Regions from separate parts of the Sus scrofa genome. Here regions 2 and 3 are each linked to region 1. A link is a contact called in public HiChIP or PLAC-seq data. All regions are on one chromosome and are shown on one strand. The core of a region is the stretch at or near the end of the contact, and the rest is flanking DNA. Distances in the headings are between cores, read along the strand shown. Region 1 holds the start of TXNDC9 (thioredoxin domain-containing protein 9). Region 2 holds the start of LOC110255307. Region 3 holds the start of FAHD2B (fumarylacetoacetate hydrolase domain-containing protein 2B).

Region 1 (3,458 bases), core at 404-2,903:
CCCAACTCCCTGTGTCTCCAAGAATTCAGAGGTACAAAGGCAAAAAAAAAAAAAAAAAAGAAAAGAAAAAGAAAAAAAAAAAAAAAGAACTCTTCTTGACCCTCGCCAATAGTGCGGCCGCAAAAAACCTCCCAACCCCCGGGCCGCGATGGCCAAGCAGCTCCTGGCCCGGTGAGGCCGCCCGAGCCCTGGGCCGCGGATCCCTAAACAACTGGCCGCGACCCCTTCCCCGAGCCGGGAGAGGGGAGCGAGGGGTCCGAGTCTCGGCTGGGAACCCGCCGGCCGCCGAGGCCCTCGCGCCCGCCCGGAACTGGGGTCTCGGTCCCGCGTGACCCGCTCTGGGCCCGGCCGGTGCCCCGCCGAGTGGGTCTCGAGCCTCGACCCCGGTCCACCTCGGGCCCGAGGGATGCGCGCGACCCCCTGAGCAGCGCCGGCCCCCACCGTGGGGACCCCGCCACTGGCTACCTGTCTTCGCTCTTGTTTTTCTGCTTCTTCCCCATCCTGTGTCAGCGGCGCTCGCAGACCCAGCCCCTCTGTTCGGGCTCTCACAGACCCACAGTCCTCCGGCTGACTTCGGGCTCCGTTCGGCTCCGTCCCCCCTTCGCTGCCGCCTCTCGCACCCGGCTCTCCACAGACCCGCGCACTGGGACAGGGCACATATGGTGTGAGCTCTGAGTGCGCAAGCGCATCGCCCCGCCGCCTCGGCGTGGGGACGCAGGGCGAGGCTCATCGAGAGCTGCGCCTCGGGTAGAGCGTCTCCAGTGACCCGCCCGCCAGGCGGGAGCTCGAGCGCCCCCTGCCCACAAGCGTCCGCCGAGCACCGACGCCCGCGCAGTTTCCAAGTTCTAGAACCCAAAGTGGACAATGAAGCTGAAAATTTCCCGTCAAGCCCTACCGGGAAGGGAACACACACTTGGGGAATTGTAGCTTAGTTCAGAAATAAACTTTGTGATTCCCTGCCACCATTCCACCTCTATACTTTTGTACTCTCAGCTGCGTGAAGTTCAGGAAAGAACCACAATGAACTAATGGTGAGCGGTCTCCACGTTCCCAAGGGACGAAGAGAAATCCAGGGACGTCCTTGGGCCTCTCAGTCAAGTTCATGAATTTTGCAGTATGTAATTACCGACCCCCGAAATAAACAAAAACCGGAAAACAAGAACACACTCATTAACTCTCCAAAGTAGATCGTAATCTTTACATCCAAAGCGAGGGCGAGTGCTAAAAATTTGTCCGGAAAAGTCTCGAGGGAACCCTATTGGGGTTATGAGTGTTCTATATCCCCATCTAGACGATGATAGGACGAGGGTTAACTACATAAAAACTAATCATGCCGTTATAAATTATAACTTAGCTTTTTTTAAAGAGGGGAAATTTTCAATCAACAATAAAAATGAAGCTGGATTGTCACTCCTAAGCAAGATAGAAGCTACTTCATTTCTGATGGAACAGAATGTCAAAGCCTAAGAAAGCCAGCTCCAGGATGAGCACTATGTAACTACAACCTCCGGCATACTTTGCTCTCTCGCAGCTGGAGTGTTTACCCGAGGCTGGAACACCTCGGTTCCCGGCGGCTGGGGCAGGGAGGGTGGGGAAGGAGCGCCTGCGCAGAAGGGCTCACCTCACACCTCCCCCCCCCCAGCCCCCGCAACTTCCTGGGGCTTCGGAGATTGTATCGCGTGAGAGTCACAGCCAATGAAGAGGCGGAAGTGACGACTCTTCGCTGCCACCCGCAGCTGCTACGAGGCTGCATCCTGAGTGGATTGCTCTTCTGCCCCGCCAGGTTCTTCATTTCTCAGGTATCGCCGAGAGATCAGGTGAGGCAGAGGGTGGTTGTGAAAAGACCAGCTACGCATGCTGGGGCTAATGGGCACCCAGCTGCTAGGCATCCGGCCGGGGCGGGGGAGGGGCGCGGCTCAGACGCAGGTGTCCGCGCCGCGGAGGCTGCTTAGGCGCATGCGCCCCGGGAGGCATTGAAGTCGGGGCGACCTGAATTCTGCCCTCATCTGTTCCTGGAGGCGCCGGGAGTGGCCAGGATACTTTGGGGAAGTGTCTGGCTTGCAGTGAAGGGTGAGGCCCCAAGGTTGTTTCGGCGGTACACGGGCGAGGGGGACGGGGGGGGAAATCAAGGAAGTGGTTAGGTGATTTGAGGACAAGTGCCTGCCCCTCATTCAGTTGAACTGAAAAAAGAATCAGAAGCTTCTGGTTTCTAGAATTAAGAATGAAGTTGTTAGGATCACTGCACCATCTGCTTTCCACCCTTTCTGAATGCGGTGTCCACCTCCACCCGGCCCCAGAACAGCTCTTGTTTATTGATTCTGCATCCAGTTATCGCAAATTCTGAGCTCAGCCTATAAAACTTCGGCGATGAGCATCCTCTAGAACCCTGGTAATAACAGGTTCTGACAATCAAGTCAACGTTTAGAATCTAGATTTCTGCCTCATCCGCCCCATATGGAGAGTCACAGCCTTGTGTTTTTCTCTGGAGGTAGGGAGAGTGACATAAATTTTATGTATTTGAAAAACAACTTCTTTAAAATTTTATAGCATTAATGTGGATCTTAGATTTTGGTTTTTTAAACCCAGAAATACTTCTAAACTTAACGGTAATTTGAACAAAAGCTAGGCACATGTTCCTTCAACCATTGACAAATGTTTTTTGAGCACCTGTAGTATTCAAGCACAGCTAGCTCCAGGAATACAAGATGAAATGAAGGGCATTTTTTCAGCTTTTTTCATGTAAAAAAGTGGAATCAGAAGTGAGGATTGCAGGGAGCGCCTGTTGTGGTGCAGCTGAAACAAATCTGAATAGGAACCATGAGGTTCAATCCCTGGCCTTATTCAGTGGGTTAAGCATCTTGCATTGCCGCAAGCTGTGGTGTAGGTCGCAGACAAGGCTCGGATCTGTCATGGCTGTGGCTGTGTCATAGGCTGGCAGCTGTAGCTTCAGTTCGACCTCTAGCCTGGGAACCTCCATATGCCACAGGTTTGGCCCTAAAAAGCAAAAAAAAAAAAAAAGAAGAAGAAGAAGAAAAAGAAGCTGGGCGGATGAGTTTGTTCCGATTCTTGAAAGTGCTTCAGTAGTAGATGCAAATATTTCATAGTTAATTGAGATGCAACAGTCTCTAATAGGTAAATTATAAATTGAATTCTGTGGTAATAACCCAAGGATACACATAAAATCACCATCTGATTATTGCTGGTAAAAAAAATAAAATTATTTTAAAATATGTAATTGAGAGAGTTCCTGTAACCTATTGAAATTTTAAAACTTATTTAAATAAAAATTTTTGGAGTTCCCTGGTGGCTTAGCAGTTAAGGACCTGGTATTGTCACTGCTGTGATATGGGTTCACTCCCTAGCCCATGCTGCAGATGTGGCCAAAAAATTTAAAGAATTCTTAATGTGAAGTGTTTGGTTGTCAGCAGAACACTATGTGGACTACAAATTTTAAACTT
Region 2 (3,442 bases), core at 101-2,600, 210 kb after region 1:
GCCCTTTCCAGATAACCTAGGATCATCTAGACCCGTGCCAGGCACTGCACACCCCCCACCCCACCCCCACCTGTAACCTGGGTGGGTTATGGCACATGGGCCTGGGAAGGACAGGGTTCCGTGAGCCACCTCTTGTCTTTTGTGGGGGTGGGGAAAGCTCTGGGCTTCCCAGTGACCGTTTTTAGGTTTGGTCCTTTCATCCTTTGATCTGTCTCTATGGCAGTACTGTCGTCCCCGACATGGAGAAGGAGCAGGAGTGGACCCCAGTAACCGGGCCCCTTCTGGCCCTCAAGCAAGAGGACCAGCTCCTGGTCAGGAAGCTGGGCCATCACGTCCTGAATGGTGAGAACTTGGTCTGGTCTCTGGGAGAGGCTCCTCAGAGGTGGCTGGTCGTCAGGGCCCTGTGTTCCGAGTGGGTTTCTGTCCCTGCCCCTCCTCCTGCGAGGCCTACTTGGGACGTGAAGGAGTGGGATCTGCCCCTGCCCCTGAGGAGCGGGGCAGCCAGGGAAGACATGATGGAGCTGCTGAGTGAGTTGCACACAGGCAGCCACCTGGCTAGCCTCTGGCATGTCACTTCACTCTGAGGTGACGTTAGCTGAACAGAATAACCTAAGAGATATAACCACAGTGCCTGGCACAGAGGGGCTCATAACAGCCTTATTACCATCTTCTCAGGTGTCTCCTCTGTGGCAGAAACTGGGTGGGTGGGTAGCAGAGCTATAAGAGGCAAGGGATGCCCCTGAGCTCCCAGCCTGGCTCTCAATATATAGTTGATAAATGCCAATTTTCTTCACTGGAGGAGGGGGGCACCAAAGGCAAAGCTTGTGCTTCCCTTTCCAGAGGTGTAGTTGGGTAGCGGGGGCATGTGTGTGGCTGCTGCCAGGGAGGTGTGCTCTTGGCTGGCTCTTGGATCCTGACCAGCATCCCCTCCCACCTGCCCGCCAGCGTGGCCAGCTCGGCGGTAATGAGCACAGCCATCAGGGCGATGCACTGCTGTTCAGGCACCGGAAGATAGGGGGCGGTGTGGCCCTGTGCTGAGCCCCTCACTGCCTGCCCAGGGCATGTTCCTGTCACAGGTCCTGGGGGAGTTCTCCTGGCTGACCGAGGAGATGCTGCTGCGTGGCTTTGACATGGGCTTCTCAGGGCAGCTGCGGTGCCTGGTGCAGCACACCCTGAGCCTGCTGTGTGCACACGTGGCCCTGCTGCGCCTCTACCAGGGGAACCTGTTGGTGGTTCCAAGGCCAGGCCCAGGCTTCGTGCACCTGGCACACCTGAGTGCTGAGTTGCTGCCCGCCTTCCTGAGCGAGGCTGTAGGTGTTGAGTCTCCGGGGTGGTTGGAAGCTGTGTAGGGGCGAGGGCAGTGGCTTCCTTTCTCACACCAGGCCCCCCTCCCCAGCCTGTGCCATGTGGGGGCTGCTGGCAGGCAGGGTGCCACCTGAGGGGCCCTGGGAGCTGCAGGGCATCAAGCTGCTGAGCCAGAATGACCTCTATTGCCAGATCCTGCTGCTGCTGCCTTTGCTGCCATGGGACCTGCTGCTGCTGCACGTCAGGCCCCCCACCCCCAGCCCAGCACAGTCCTGGGCCTCGCCTTCTTAGGTGTAGGCGGGGGCCTGTGCCTCCCCTGCCTCTGGCTCTGCTGAGCCACATGGATGCCTTCCTCCCCAGCCCTGCCAGTCTTCCTACTCCTACTGTCAGGAGGTGCTGGACCGGCTCATCCAGTGCGGGCTCCTGGTCACCGAAGAGGTAGGAAGGGCAGCTGGAGACCAAGTCCCTGCCTGGGGCCTGGCCCCCTTCAGCTTCCACCCTTGAGTGACAGCTGTCTGGGCTCCTCCCCACCAGCTGCACTCTGGGGGGCCAGGTCCCTGGTGTATCAGAGAAGCCACTCTCCACCTTGGGACCCATGTGTAGCTGTCTTGATAGGACTGGACAATGCACCTCTGAGGATTTCTGCACAGCACCTGCCCTCCACATTTTCTGTCCACAGCCTTGAGGGTGGGTGCTCACTTCCTCTCAGGGCACAAGTTGGCATGGCAGGCGTCCTGGTCCAGGGCATCCTCTGGGCTCCCTCAGCCTGCATGTGCCGGTTTCACCTCCCTATGCTGGCTGCCCATGGACCTAGTCTAGGGGGCTCAGAGCTGAACCTCAGCCAACCTGACAGGGTCCAATGGCTCCCCCAGACCCCAGGTTCCTGGCCAGCCTGTGACACAAGGCAGCAGCGCTTGAGTGCTGAACTGCTGTGGAAACCAAGTGGGGACCTCACTGACAGTGACAGTGACAACTTCGAGGAGGCTGAGGGTCGGTACTTCAGGGTGTGTTGCGAGAAGCCACAAGCGGAGGGAGGTGGGAGGGAGGCAGTGGGCTGCCCTCACCCTGGCGTGTCCTCCCACAGCTCAGTCAGCAGCCATGCTGCCCTTTTTCCTCTTCCTCTGCCACCTGCTCAGCCTGCTGTTCAAGGCCTTTGCGCAGGCTGCCACCTTCCTCCGCCAGGGACAGCTGCCGGACACTGGTAAGGCCGGCACTCTGGTGGCCATTCAGGGGAGGGGCTGGGTTTGTGTGGGGTCCCGGGGCTCGGACTTCTCTCTCCCACAGAGTCTGGCTATGTGGAGCAGCTGTTCCAGCACTTACAGGCCACTGCCCAGGAGGAAGGGTTCTTTGGTGAGTTCCAAGCAGCTAGCCCAGGCCTAGGGAGGCAGGGGCAGGCTCGCTGGTGGCTGCTGCCCCCTACTGGACAGTGAGAGCTGAATTCCAGGATGGATGACTGCAGAGTAGAGGAAGCTTTTGGGTCCAGTTTGAGCCCTGCCCTTAGGTTGTTCCTTCTCTAAACAAGACAGAGGCTGTGCCTCGTGGCCCCCACACCTTTCTATAGCCTTCACTTTTCTCTTTCCTCCAGAGTGTGCGGACCCTAATCTCGCCGTCAGTGCTGTCTGGACCTTCAGCGACTTGGGGGTAAGAGGGCCCAGTCTCATCAGCCTCTGCTCTCCCCTGGCCTCCCATCCTGATAGAGCTGCTCAGGGGAGCCCAGCTGTACCTACCTTGGGTGTTACCCAGGGTCTCCCAAGAATATGTGTGGTGACACTAGTTGGAGGATAGTTTTCCTGCCCATCTTGGTCTCCCAAACCACTGGCTCATCCTGTGCCTGGGTGGGCACTGGGGCTTAAGTGACTACAGGTCTCACCGCAGTTTCCCTGAGGAGAGGCGCAGCCCCGGGGTGGGTGCTCAGAGCCCTTCTCTGTGGCCCAGGTGCTGTAGCAGACGCCCAGCCCTGTCGCCCCTATGCTCCACCTGTCCCCTACCTTTGCCAGCTGGGACAACCAGGAAAAGCTGGAACCACTCATCCGGCAGTTCATCTGTGGCTAGAACTGTGGGGAGGAGCCCATGCTGAGCCTTCTCAGCCCCAGAACACGGCCATGTGCTGGAGCCTGAAGACTAGGAGCTACACAGC
Region 3 (3,255 bases), core at 235-2,734, 240 kb after region 1:
CTCCCGTGCAGAGTCTTCCAGACCTGCAAGGTGAAAACACTCTCTTGGTTTCTGTCATCTCTGAGGTCCTACATTCACCTTGCTCCCCCATTTCTCTTCCTGGCTCTGGCTCACCTTTGTATTGTATACTCTCAAGCATCTGGAAACCCATCTGAACATAACTGCAAATTGCCCAGGATGTGAACTAATTCTTCCCTTTCTTTGTTCACTTTTGCAAGAACTCCAGGGAAGCAGAGAATTTTCCTCCTGCAGATTCTATTCTTGAAGGTCAAGCGCAAAGAAAGAACTTTCTTTCCATCTTCAAATTCCCATTTTGACCCAACATGGATGGCCTATGCCCTAATAATAATGGGGGGGGGGAGAGAAAGGCCATTTCTCTCTTTGTGTCTCTTCTTCTTCACCCAGTCAATGAAAAGAATGAATAAGCCGGGAGCTAAAGGGAACTGCCAGGTTTTAAGAATGTCTGAGACATGCCTCACTTGGGCAGTGAAAACTGACCAATCGCCAACTCCTGATGGCCCCAAGCCCCAGACTTTGGGTCTTTCAGACAAAAAAACCCTTTATGACAGTCTTCCCAGAACCTGGCTGCGCTAGTTTCCACGTAGTGCCCAGCCCTTTCCTGCCTTTACAGACTTGGAAAATAACCATGCAGCTTTCGGAAGACTTGGTTCATCTTCCCAGCCTCAGAAATTTATGCCTCAACCTCTAACAGGCCTCTCTTTTCCAGGCCGAAGGCACCCTGGAACCTACCTGACATTTCCAACCATCCCCTCCCAGCCCGCCCACTCGCCAAAGACGTGCTTAATTGTGCATTTAGGAAGAGCTGCACATGGCCTTTCTTCTCTGGTCTCTGTCTCCCTCTCTGCATGCTCCTTGCACCCAAGTGGAACCTTTTCTTCCTCTTACCGCCCCCAATTACCAATGCAATTTCTCAGCCAAGGATGAAAGAAGAAAACCATGGATCACTGGCATCAATGATGCCGCCGATCACAGCATCCCCAGCTAGGACGCCGCCTCATTGCATAATTCACGTGATAAAGGTTCTCCCCTTTAATCCCACGAACTAGGCGTCTAGAGGATGCCAAAACACACTGGGATGCAGTTGGCAAAGAGAAGCTGGTTCCCGTTTCCGGCCAGCCGGGGTGGGGTGCGGGTCGGGGTCCCGGGGTCTGGGAAGCCCATTCCTTGGCCGTGCCCGAGCTCACCCTCTGTGGAGCCGGAGCTTGGCGGGGTCCTTGGGCCCTTCCGTGGCCTCGGGGACGAAGCTCCACTCGGACCTCGCGGGCCTGGGAGCGAGGCGCGCCGCGGACCGGTGCCCAGGGAGCGTGGGAGGCCCGGCCGGAGGCCTCGGCGCCGCCTCCCGCCGGGCCGGGGATGAGGCGGCGGCGGCGGCGGCGGCAGGAAAAAGGCTGGCGCGCGAGGCTCTCTCCGGGGACGAGGCGGTCACCGCCCCGTCGTGGCCTCCGCCGTCGGCCCGTGCGCGCCGCCGCTTAAGGGCTGTGCGCGCCACCCCGCCCCCACCGTTCTGCTGTGCGCGCCCCCGGCTAGCTCTGCGCGCCCCCGCCTACGTACTCCGCACTCCGAACCCGCGCTCCGCGTGCGCGCGCTGCCGGGACTGCGGGGAGGCGCGGGCAAGCGCGACTAATGGACCCCAGGACCATGATCCCCGCCTCGGGTCGGCCTCCCTTCCTTCTCCTCCCCCATCCCCCTCCAAAAAAACCATTCAAACTATATCCCAGGAAATTAGAGACACGTGCGGACCTAGTCCCACCAGGTCTCCATCCAGAAAGCAGGTTGGGTATTTGAGGAAAAAAAAGCCCATACTTGGAAAAATGAGGGGAAAAAAAAATCCAAATTTGGAAAAAGGCAAAATTATCTGAGTTTGGGGTACCTTCCATAATTTCCTACCCAGCCATATGGTAAGAACAGAGCCTTCAACAGTGTCTTTACAGAGCCCTCCTTGGCTGGATGCAACTCTGAGGTCCAGGTTTAGTGGATTAGTCAACAATGGCTAAAGGCCTGGTGAGATTACCCTCCAAGAGTGTTGTAACTGCTTAACCTGCACACTTGGGAAAGGAGAGTGCAATCCCAACCATGATGGGAGTTTTATTGCCCTAGAAAACATAAACCCATTTTGTTTTGATCTAACCTACATGCTTGTTAACTACCTAACCATATATTTATTTAGCAAACGGGGTCATATAGATATGTATGCACACGTGTAGATGCACACATAAAATTTTGTCAAGCTTTCAAGGAAACAGCTTTTTTTTTTTTCCCCCTACCCTGTTGGTTCTCGCCTTACTATGGGGCTCAGCATTTCAGAATTTCACTTTTTTTTCATGTTTTCATTTTCTACCTGTCCCATAAAGCTTTTGAATTCTCTCTTTTTTGTCCTTTTTTTTTTTTTTTTTTTTTTTTTTTTTTTCTAAAGTGGCGGCATGTGGAGGTTCCCAGGCTAGGGGTTGAATCCGAGCTGTAGCTGCTGGCCTACACTACAGCCACAGCAACCAAGATCTGAGTGCATCTTCGACCTACACCATAGCTCACTGCAACGCTGTATCCTTAACCCACTAGGCAAGACCAGGGATCGAACCTGTGTCCTTGTGGATGCTAGTCAGATTCTTTTCCACTGGGCCATGACAGGAACCCCTAAACTACTTTTTAAGTTAAAGCATAGTTAATTTTCAATATTGTGTTAGTTTCATGTGCCAGAAAAGTGATTCAGTTATGTATATATATATTTGTATATGTACAGGTATATATAGACATGTATATATAGACATATATATTCTTTTTCATGTTCTTTTCCATTATAAGTTATCACAAGATACTGGGCATTGTTCCCTGTACTATCCAATAGGTCCTTGCTGTGTATCTATTTTATGTATAATAATGTGTATCTGCTAATTCCAAACTCCTAATTTATCTCTCCCACCACCCCCCTCATCCTCTTTGGTAACATAAGTTTGTTTTCTATGCCTGAGTCTATTTCTATTTCGTAAATAAGTTCATTTCTATCTTTTTTTTTTTTAGATTCCACATGTAAGTGATATCATATGGTATTTGCTATTCTCTGTCTAACTTACTTGGTGTGATAATGTGTAGGTCCATCCATGATGCTGCACATGGCATTATCGCCTCTTTTTTAATGGCTGAATAGTATTCCTCTGTATACATGTACCCCCATCTTCTCTATTCATTCCTCTGATGATGGCTATTTCGGTTGTTTCCATGTCTAGCTGTCTTCACTAG

The links. HiChIP or PLAC-seq counts read pairs in DNA pulled down with a chosen protein or histone mark.
Region 2: an H3K27ac HiChIP or PLAC-seq map of alveolar macrophages shows a contact between it and region 1. The contact joins the promoter of LOC110255307 here to the promoter of TXNDC9 in region 1. A contact is called at or near these places in 2 of 2 datasets of contacts at active chromatin or transcription factors (alveolar macrophages and skeletal muscle).
Region 3: a contact with region 1 is called in an H3K27ac HiChIP or PLAC-seq map of alveolar macrophages. The contact joins the promoter of FAHD2B here to the promoter of TXNDC9 in region 1. A contact is called at or near these places in 1 of 47 Hi-C or Micro-C datasets (heart right ventricle) and 1 of 2 datasets of contacts at active chromatin or transcription factors (alveolar macrophages).

Annotation. Positions count from the first base shown.
Region 1 is chr3:54,930,105-54,933,562 of Sscrofa11.1, forward strand. It overlaps TXNDC9 (thioredoxin domain-containing protein 9), which reads left to right and starts at 1,654. Exons shown (of 5, transcript XM_003124892.4): 1 at 1,654-1,817. It overlaps EIF5B (eukaryotic translation initiation factor 5B), which reads right to left and starts at 722. Exons shown (of 24, transcript XM_021087192.1): 1 at 466-722. The coding sequence starts at 500.
Region 2 is chr3:55,143,745-55,147,186 of Sscrofa11.1, forward strand. LOC110255307 reads left to right here and starts at 1,351. Exons shown (of 4, transcript XM_021087211.1): 1 at 1,351-2,295; 2 at 2,390-2,655; 3 at 2,891-2,946; 4 at 3,241-3,442. The coding sequence starts at 1,650. The coding sequence ends at 3,382. It overlaps LOC110255309 (glycerol-3-phosphate acyltransferase 2, mitochondrial-like), which reads left to right. Exons shown (of 5, transcript XM_021088397.1): 5 at 224-1,338. The coding sequence ends at 584.
Region 3 is chr3:55,169,818-55,173,072 of Sscrofa11.1, forward strand. It overlaps FAHD2B (fumarylacetoacetate hydrolase domain-containing protein 2B), which reads right to left and starts at 1,485. Exons shown (of 8, transcript XM_021087213.1): 1 at 1,206-1,485.